2 separate regions of the Oryctolagus cuniculus genome follow, and region 2 is linked to region 1. A link is a contact called in public Micro-C data. All regions are on one chromosome and are shown on one strand. The core of a region is the stretch at or near the end of the contact, and the rest is flanking DNA. Distances in the headings are between cores, read along the strand shown.

Region 1 (4,732 bases), core at 1,239-3,738:
CCAGCCCAGGCCACCCTCTCCTGTCTCTTCTGTCCTATCTTCTCTGCAGATACAGCCCTCTCACCCTCCAAGTGTGCTGAAGGAACCAAGCTACCACATCAAAAAGGCAAACAAATCCCCTGGCTTGCTAAGTAAAGACGGCAGGAAAAGACAGCCCGCCATTCTCAGCATGAACCAGTCTGCTATGATGCAGGCTTGGATCCAAACAGGGCCAGTTCAAATTTGGGCACAGCCAACTGAGATGAATTTTTCTCCAACTCTGAATTCAACTATCTGCTTATGTGACAGCAATGGATTTCTTTCTACAGATCTTCTCAGGCCCCTCTCAAACTCTAGCCTCCATTTCTCACACATGAAAAGAAGATAAAAAGAGATAAGAGTCCAGTCTGAGGAGGCTGGCCAGACCGCAGAATACCCCTAATCCCCACAACGAAGGGGCCAGGGCTCACCAGAAATGCTATTCAGATATCTGAGCCACCAGGCCAAAGAAATCAGCTGAGCATGTGTTTAAGCTTTCACAGTTAATTACCAAAATGGTTCACAGTAAGAGTGCGGATTCACCAAGCCTGCCTTCCAGCACAGCAGTAATCGCTGGGACTGCACAGCGGCCACTCCTGAAGTGAGACCAACGACCAGGCGCCAGGTAGGAACAAGCTCACATTCAGGCTTCCCTGCCTCCAGACCTGGCTGGGCCCTGGGGGTGTCTGATCTGTGGCTTCTGATCCGGGCAGTTGCGGCAACACATTTCCTCAAAAATAACATGTGCTCACAGCACATTCCACAAAGTCACCACCAGGGGCAAAGATGTCGCTGTTCCTATAATTACTGCCAGCTATATTCACCATGCATAGTCAGGGAAGCCCAAAAAAACAAGTCTCTATGGTAACACCCCCACAGATGGAGTTTAGATCTAGAGGAGCTGCAAATCCAACTCTTGGTTCCTGCCACTTGACAGCCTCATTTTCAGAAACAAGACAGCTGCTCTCTGAAGTACTTTAAGATTTTGCTTCCTCTCACATTAACGTATCTGCCTTAACCTCTCAACCAATCCATCCAACCAGCTAATCCCAGGACATGGGGCACATGCTCCAATCCTACAACTGTGAAAGAGCCCAGCACTGCAAACAACCCATGAAAACCGTCTGGGCAGAGTCAACAAGTATGACCACAAGGACGGGACCCACTTCATCAATGCCTTCCTCTTCGTGGAAGGTACGAGACAGAAAGAGGCAGGTCATGGTGTCTTCCTTCTTGGTGAAAAGGATAAAATCCTTCCCAATGCGCATTGAGCCCCTGAAAGGGAAACAGAAATAGATTACTCTCCCAGGGATTCAAAAACTCATGTGAAAAAGGAGTAACCCCACCCCGTGCCTCTGGAGGGTTCTCCTAAAGGCCTCCCTAGGCCCCAGGCCCTGAGCTGAGCTCCACAGCTTTCGTCCTCCACCTAACACTCCTCGCTCTGCTTTCCCACTAGTCTTCTCTTAGTCTTAGTCTTCACCTATGATCTTTTCAATCATACTCACTCAACATCCAGGACCCTCACCACCCTCTGGGCACATTCACCACCAACCAGAGAACCAAGTTAGTCTCACTCCCAGCTTTCTGTTGCCTCAAAGCTCACTAATTCCACTGCTGCCCTTGGGCTCCAGGTCCATTCCAGCCCACAAGGGCTGATGAGCCCTAACTGTGCCATCAAATGGAAGCCCCATCAAGGTGAGAGACCAGGGCCTTTGCTCCCAAAGCCCTCAAAAAAAAAAAAAAAAAAAAAAAAAAAAAAAAAAAAAAAAAAAACACTGCATGAGTCCAGGGCTCAGCCAGACACGCAGGTGCTATCAAATTATAATTCTTGACCATGGTGTTCACAGAGGCTTGTAACTGGCTCCTGTCCTGTAAGTCTTCTGGTTCAAAACTGTTTTGCCTCTTCAAGCTCATTGTGACACTGGCAGGCCTCTACTTTTGGATGCAACTGGTTTCTGGGAACTGTGCCTGGAAGCTAATTTCCACAGGCCAAGAGTCTAAACGGAGTCCACTGCTTCCTTCCTCTGTTTTGTGATGTTAAACCATGCAAGGAGCAGGCTGGGACAGGCCTTTTCAGACAGCAAGGAGCAGGGCAGCAGCCCACAGCACCAAAGAAAGCTGTTCACTGAACAATGAGCTGTTCAGCGCCTTTCTCCTGAATAGCTTCTGGGGTTTATGGCTATTATCTCATTAGTCCTCATAACACCCCAGGGAGATGATGGAGGCGGGAAGCCTCATTACTCCCCTCTGTGTACAAATACAAACCAGACTGGCAGGCCGAGCACACAACTGAATGCCCTGCCCTACTTCGCCACTCAAGAAAACCCCCAAGACACCATCCAGAGATGTTCCTGGCGCTCTCAGCCCCGGTTTCTCTTTCTCCAGGACCACAGGTGCTGGCACGGCTCCTGCCCCTTGAATTTCACAGTCTTCCCTCTTCCTCAAGCTTGCATTGCAAAATGACGGCCATGATCTTGCCTTCTGTCCAAGCCTGCCCTTGCCCTAATTTGGCAAAAATTTCTATGCACCTATTGTCCCCTCTGTCTCTGATCCTGACCGTAGGCCCTGAATAGTAAGAAACTCAAAGCACCACCTCTCTGCTGGCTTCCTTGCTTCTCAGTCCTGTTCTCACCACAAATCACCTCCTCCAGAAACTCTTCAACTTGTGAACTGGCTTCAGAATGGGCACACTGTGTACTCTCAACACTAGATGGCTCCATTTCAATGGGAGCTGCACAAAAACTTTCTCCTAAAATACACTTAAAGAGAACGTTCAACTTCTGTAGCTTCCCTCGCTGGTCTTCTAATCACTTTTTTTTTTTTTTTTTTTTTTTTGACAGGCAGAGTGGACAGTGAGAGAGACAGAGAGAAAGGTCTTCCTTTGCCGTTGGTTCACCCTCCAATGGCCGCCACGGCTGGCGTGCTGCGGCTGGCGCACCGCACTGATCCAATGGCAGCAGCCAGGTGCTTCTCCTGGTCTCCCCTAGGGTGCAGGGCCCAAGGACCTGGGCCATCCTCCACTGCACTCCCTGGCCACAGCAGAGGGCTGGCCTGGAAGAGGGGCAACCGGGACAGAATCCGGCGCCCCAACCGGGACTAGAACCCGGTGTGCCGGCGCCGCAAGGTGGAAGATTAGCCTATTGAGCCGAGGCGCCGGCTCTTCTAATCACTTTCAGAGTCACATTTCTTCTGCTCCTGAACCTCACTCATTAAGGGAGAATGTCAGAGATAAGAGCTCCGTTTTCCAGATTAGGAAACACACATTCAGAGGGGATGAAACAGCTTGCCTGCAGCCACAGGACAGGACCAGGCGGGAGGAGAATGATCCAAGATCCTGATAAGCCAAGGTTACCACCACTCAAGGAGACCTCAGTTACTGGTCTTAGATCACCCGCAGCAGAATGACTTGGAGAAAGATCTCAGGTGATTCACTTTACCTATGAAAAACACGGATTCCAGGGCCCTTCCGGGGCCAACTGAATCAAGCCAGAAATCGCCACAGAAATATCAAAACAGGAAAAATAAAATTAGAAGCCAGAAACCAAGCTAGGGACTCTCAGAGCAATGATAGCATTTAATCCTTAACCTACTTGATGTACATGATAACCTTAACTTACAAAGGAGGAAACCTAAGGCCTACAGAAGGAAGTCCACGAATGAGGTGAGATTTGAACTTTAGCTTGTCCGAGAAGAAATGGACAGTGACTCCAGTTCTGCAGACAGAAAGACCTGGTTTAAATACCAGTTCTACCTTGGGGCAAATCACTCCAACCCTAAAAGCTTCCATCTCTTCATCAGAAAATGAGAATAGTGGTACCTACTCCTCACAGGGCCATAGCGAGGCTCCAGTGAAACCATCCTCATGAGGTTTTTATCAGTTTCTAGCACATGGTAAGCATTTATTAGTACCACTTGGTTCCTGTCCTGAGAGAGAAACTGCAAAGCCCAGGTACCAGGTCCCTGACTTCTCCACACTCACAGCACACTGCACGTGAGGCCCAACTAACGCGGCTGACAGATCAAACCCTCACCCTCTCTCAAACAACACAACACGTCTTCAAGGCGAGACCAGAAACATGACTCATAATTCCATTTGCACAAACTCCAATTCCACTAAATCTTATTCCACCCAAAGGTATGTACAGCTGGAAGTGAGCACTTCAGAAATAGAAACCTTTCTCCTGGGGCTTCACTCAAAACCAGAATAACACATTCCAAACACTAAACAAGTGGGAACCAAGGGCTGAGAAAGAAGCCCTAAGGGACTTGGAGACATTAGGTGGGTCCCTACTTTGCAGGACATGTGCATGGCGACAGTGCCCTAGGGAGAGATAGCCTGTGCCTCTCCTACCACTCTGGATCCCCAGTCCTGGCTACAGGTGCTCAGCTAACACTGCTGTCCTGCGAGCTGACCCCCACCCCCACTATCTCAGACACATTCCCATCCCAGGAGAGAACCACTGCTGTCCTCAACCACAGGGTCAAAGTAAGAATTCTGACGGGAGGAGAGGCACGGTTCTGGAGCCACAGCCAACAGCAACCTCGGCCTCTCCCGTCCCCACTTGTTTTGGATGTTCCTATTTTTCAATGTGTGCAGCCAACCCAGCTGGACAACAGCTGCTAAGCTACCCTCAGACCACTGCTGTTCCAGAGTTAGAGCCAGGGAGAGCAGGACAGCATCACGACACCCTGTTTTGAGCCCTGTAACAGGCTT
Region 2 (4,732 bases), core at 812-3,311, 120 kb after region 1:
GAAATCTAGTCCATTCGCGCGGGCACTCACCTGCGCTGCGCCTCCCTGCTGGGGAGGGCAGAGCTGGCACACAGCAGGCCACTCATTGGCACCCACAGCTGCCACTCGGGCAGGCCCTGCGAATCTGAGGAGGTCTAGGTATGCCGCGCTCACAGGGGCACTGCCCAAAAGCGCGGGAAACTGGAAGGCGGGCAGAAAGGACCCACGTTCTGGGGAATCAGGTTGCGTCTAGACCAGGTAAAGTGAACCCAGGGCCTCCAACCGCAGCCTTCAAACTCGATTTCTTCTTGCTACTCCTCCCTTGGCAAGTCGCTGGGTTTCCCAAGGTGTAAGATGGCACCACCTCTGAGGGAGGTGGGAATGAAAGGGGCTAATAAGGCCAAGACTCCCAGAGCGGGCTACCAGGTCTCTCCCTAGATTGGGGGAAGGGGTGGAAGGTACACAGAGGATCTGGACCTCCGGGGTGGGGTGGGGGGGTCTCTGGGGCAACAAGCTGACAGCGCCTGCCCATGGCCACAAACCCCAGCCCCACTCACTACCTATCACCTGCTGTCTTCACTTGTAAAATGGACCCCTGACCCAACCTGTTAACAGGCATGCTACGGGGACAATGAGGGGACTTCAAAAAGTTCGTGGAAAATGGAATTTTAGAAACAAGCTTGAGTGTACACATTTTTGAAATCCATGCAGTTTTTTTTAAATAATATACATGTTTCATGATTTAAAAAAATATTTATTTACTTGAAAGAGCTACAGAGAGAGCAAGCGAGGTCTTCCATCTGCTGGTTCATTCCCCAGATTGGCTGTAACAGCGGGGGCTGGGCCAAGCTGAGGCCGGGAGCCAGGATCTTCTTCTGGGTGTTCCACGCGGGTGGCAAGGGTCCAAGGACTTGGGCCATCTTCCACTCCTTCCCCAGGCCATAGCAGAGAGCTGGATGGGAAATGGAGCGGCCTGGACTTGAACCGGTGCCCATCCAGGATGCCAGAAATGCAGGCAGCTGCTTTAAACCGCTGGGCCACAATGCTTCAGGCCACGTCCCTTGTCTCCCAGAGTCCGCATTAGCCAAGAATCAGGCACCGAACCCCGAACCCGGGCACACGGGTGTGTGACTTGGGCCCTTAACCACTAGGCTAAACGTCCACCCTTTCACAAGCTTTTTTGAATATCTCTCATGTGCATGGCTTTCAGGTTTTTTTTTTTTTTTTTTTTTTTTTTTTGCACCAAAATAAACTTCTGCTTCCGTCTTCCACAAACATGTTGAAGTGTCCTCACACAAATCACAGGAACTGACATTGCATTTGACAGATGCCACGCCAGAGCGCATTCTCCCAGCCCCGTGCCCTCTGGTCCCCATAGAGATCCCCCCGGGTGGGGGTGGGGGGGTTCCAGGGCGTCCTGCTCGGGGTGGACCGGGTGGGCTCTTGTCCCCTAGCTCACTCTTCATTTAGTCTCGGGCACATCGGTTCCCTCTGGGCCTGCGTGTGGGCTCCAGCGCTTCCAAGGGGCAGACCCGGAAGGGCTTGGGAAGGGGCGCGCGCAGGACAAGGTGTGTGGTGGACCCGGGAGGAAAGGCGTGCTGTGTGCTGGCCGCTCGGTCCCCGCTCCGAGGTGGCCCAGGCCGGGTGTCCCGAGAAAGCGGCCTGGGGGCGGCGACCGACTTGGAGCCCTGACGCTGGGAGGAGGTGGAGCAAAGGGAGGGGACGTGGTCTTCCGAACAAAGAGGAGGCGGGGAGGGGCTGTCCCAAGGCTCAGGGACTCGCGCGGTCCCGGGCCACTTACCTCGGCTCGGGGGGACCCTCCTGGACTTGGGCACGGAGCCCGCGTGCCCCTGCCGGCGTCCTCCCGACCCTCGGAAGACCGCGGCGGCAGCCCCCAGACTTCAATCCCCAACCTCGCGGGACCCTCGAGGGGCGGGGGCCGCCTCCGGGGGGGGCGTGACCACTAAATTGAATTCCCCCAATGGGGCGGGAGAGTGGGCGGGACCCCAGCGCGGGTTGGCTGCTTTGCCGGCGCGGGGCGGGGCCCGCGGGGCTGCTGGCGCGGCTGGACGGGCAGCTCTCGCAGAGTCCAGGGGACGGTTGCTGAGCGGGCCTGGGCTCCCAGGTCGCGGCGCCTCCCGCCTGACCGTCTCTAATCTGCAACTGTCGCGCCCGGAGCGAACTGACCCGAGCCCGCGCCGGACGGGCGGGCTGGACTGAGAGGTGAGTGTGCGGACCTCGGGACGGCGCCAGGACCCCCGACGGGTCCAGAGGGTGGAACCCGGATATCTCTTACCCGGGTTCTGGAACTCTGAGAACTGAGAGCTGCTTCCCTCCTCGGGGAGGAGGAGCCGTGGGGATACTTAAGGTTCTGAGGCCTTGGAGAGGGATGCCCACCGGCCTCCAACAGGGGGCTTCCCCACCTCCGGGGCACTATTCTGTGGGTACAGACTTCGAGAGGGAAGCCCCCAGAGACCCCCGAGGCTAGACTCTGTGACAGGGGGCTATGGGACTGGACTGGAGGGGGGTGCCGGAGAATTTCTGAGGACGAAGAGACTTCTCACAGCCTCCTGGGTGTCCGAGCCTGGGCACGAGGGACCCCCACCCTTCAGAAGAAGCCTAGGTGGGAACACAGTGTTCAGAGAACCAGGGCTGGTGCCCACTGAGCGACACTTCCTGGGGAAGACGGTTACTCCAGATAGGTAGGTAAGGGACAAGGACCCTAACACACAGGGAGGCCGGCAGTGGGGTGGGGGACACAGGTCTGAACCCACCAGGAAGCAAGCAGTGACTTGAACAGACAAGGTCAGACAAACCCCAACTGTGTGGTTAGGAGCCCCCCCCCAAGATCCATTCCCTGGTTGGGGTGACTCGCCAGGTGACTCTGACGGGTAAAAGGATGCTTGAGAAATGAATCAGTGGAAGGGGGGAGCCTGGAGCCACCGCACATGAATGGAGCACCTCCGGTGTGCCCTTGGCTTCCAGAGAGATACCTGGGCTGCGGAGGAAGGGGAGCTGCACGGGGAGGCTGGGCTGGGAGTCCGGGATCCGTTTTGATGAGCAGTGCCGGGGGCAATGTGGAGTGTCCCGGGCGCCTGGGACTTCAGAAGGCTGCTTGAGAAACTGGAGGTGACTAAGACTTTTATTCAGTTCCTCCCTGCCCTCTGAGCCTTTGGGGTCCTTTCCGCGCCCGTGACAAATCCCTGGTCCTCTCCCACCCTCTCCGTTTGCATCAAGTCCAGGCGTTGGCCGGGGTCAGCGTCCAGTGGGCATTCCGGGAACGGAGGCATTGAATTGTGTGTGAACTGTTAGGAGGAGTTGGGTGCCCAGACACCTGGCTTCCTGAGGTCCGGGGAGTTGGCAGGGAGAAGGCAGGGACGGGAAGCGTGGTGGGGGGGTGTGCGTGGAGGGCTGGCTGCGTGGACTGGAAGACGCTGTCCATGTACCTGCAGTGCCTGGGCAGCGAGAGTGGCGGCAGCAGCAAGGACTTGCACAGGGCTCAGCCCACAGCCAGAGCCTGGGTTTGCCGAGTGGGTGGGGGGCTGGGCAGGCCTGGGGATGGATGGGTGGGTGGGGCAGGAAACTCCAGAGACTGGTGTGCACCCCCTGGTGGTGAGCACAGTGGGTGGCCCTTGCTGGGCGCGGTGGCTTTTCCATCCAGGTCTCTGCTGTCCTGTTTTGAGACTTGAACAGGATGAGGGCCCGAGGCCTCACAGCAGCAGAGTAACAGTGAAGCTGGCAAGTTGAAACCAGGGACCCTGGTTCCAGCAAACCACCCGAAGGTAGAGTTCAACTCCCAGCCAGGATAGGAGAGCAAAGATGGGGCAGTAACAGGTTGCAGAAGGAAATGAGGCGGGTGCCGCCCCGTTGCCCAACCCTGGTAGGCCTAACTCATGTCTGTCCCCTGCAGGGCCCCCTGAGCTGGTGTCAGGTGCCGTGGGCACTGAGGATCTTACCGGGAGGAGGCGGACGGAGCTAGGGGCCAGTGAAATGGCGGACGAAGCCTTAGCTGGGCTGGACGAGGGAGCCCTTCGGAAGCTGGTAAGCACCCCAGTGGGCCCACCGCAGTTAAGGACAAGCCGGGCCAGAGAGGCAGGGCCAGCCCCGGCTACCTCCCAGCTGGCAGAAAGCGGGTGATGGAGGAGGGGCCAGGCCTGTTCCGTGTGACTGATGCCAAGGCCCCTGTGGCATGTGCCGTCCACACCAGGTGCCCAAGCCTGGTGGCTCCCAGCTCCCCCCCACCCCACCCCACCCCACTGCCACCACCTGTTTAAACAGTAACTGCTGAGGACTCGCCCATGTGCAGCCACAGGTGTGGGGAGGCTGGATCCGCCTCTCCCAAGCAACAGCTCCTGGAAGCTGGCCCACGTGATAATGGTGGCAGCAATGATTAATAACGCAGGGGATGGCACAGGGCGGGCTGGGCGCACCATTGCATGCTCACAGCAGCTCCCAGAGCCAGGACACTGCAGCTCACACAGCTGGATCACCTGCCCAGTCAGGAAGGGCACCCAGCTGGGGAGCTGTGCCAAGGTCCAAGCCCCAGGGAGAGCTGTGGGGGACACCAAGAGTCGTGGCAAGGTCGAGGCCGGCAGAGAAGGACTTTATGGGACCTTCTGGGTTCCGTGACTTCTAGTCTGTCATCTTCCCATTCTGGGTCTTGGTTGCCTTGCCTGTGAAATGGCGATGGGGAGGTTCGTGTAAACACAGCCCAAGTCCTGGGGTTGGCGTATGGATGAATGAGGCACACTCG

What was found. A called contact is a pair of places that touch in the nucleus more often than the background predicts.
Region 2: a Micro-C map of ear pinna shows a contact between it and region 1, with 8 times the contacts expected there. The contact joins the promoter of SMTN here to the enhancer-like site in region 1. A contact is called at or near these places in 2 of 6 Hi-C or Micro-C datasets (ear pinna and psoas muscle).

Annotation. Positions count from the first base shown.
Region 1 is chr21:24,127,488-24,132,219 of mOryCun1.1, forward strand. MORC2 (MORC family CW-type zinc finger 2) reads right to left here. Exons shown (of 26, transcript XM_051826524.2): 6 at 1,185-1,293. Among named protein-coding and RNA genes, the nearest start is that of TUG1, 20 kb to the right of the region's middle. Within about 2 kb of position 2,489, at least 2 of the 8 cell types and tissues checked have an H3K27ac peak or open chromatin away from gene starts, as enhancers often do. A contact at or near this core is called in ear pinna, where this site is marked.
Region 2 is chr21:24,243,122-24,247,853 of mOryCun1.1, forward strand. SMTN (smoothelin) reads left to right here and starts at 2,062. Exons shown (of 21, transcript XM_070065834.1): 1 at 2,062-2,202; 2 at 3,890-4,020. The coding sequence starts at 3,970. LOC127484705 (a long non-coding RNA gene) reads right to left here and starts at 1,923. Exons shown (of 2, transcript XR_007911874.2): 1 at 1,781-1,923; 2 at 713-931.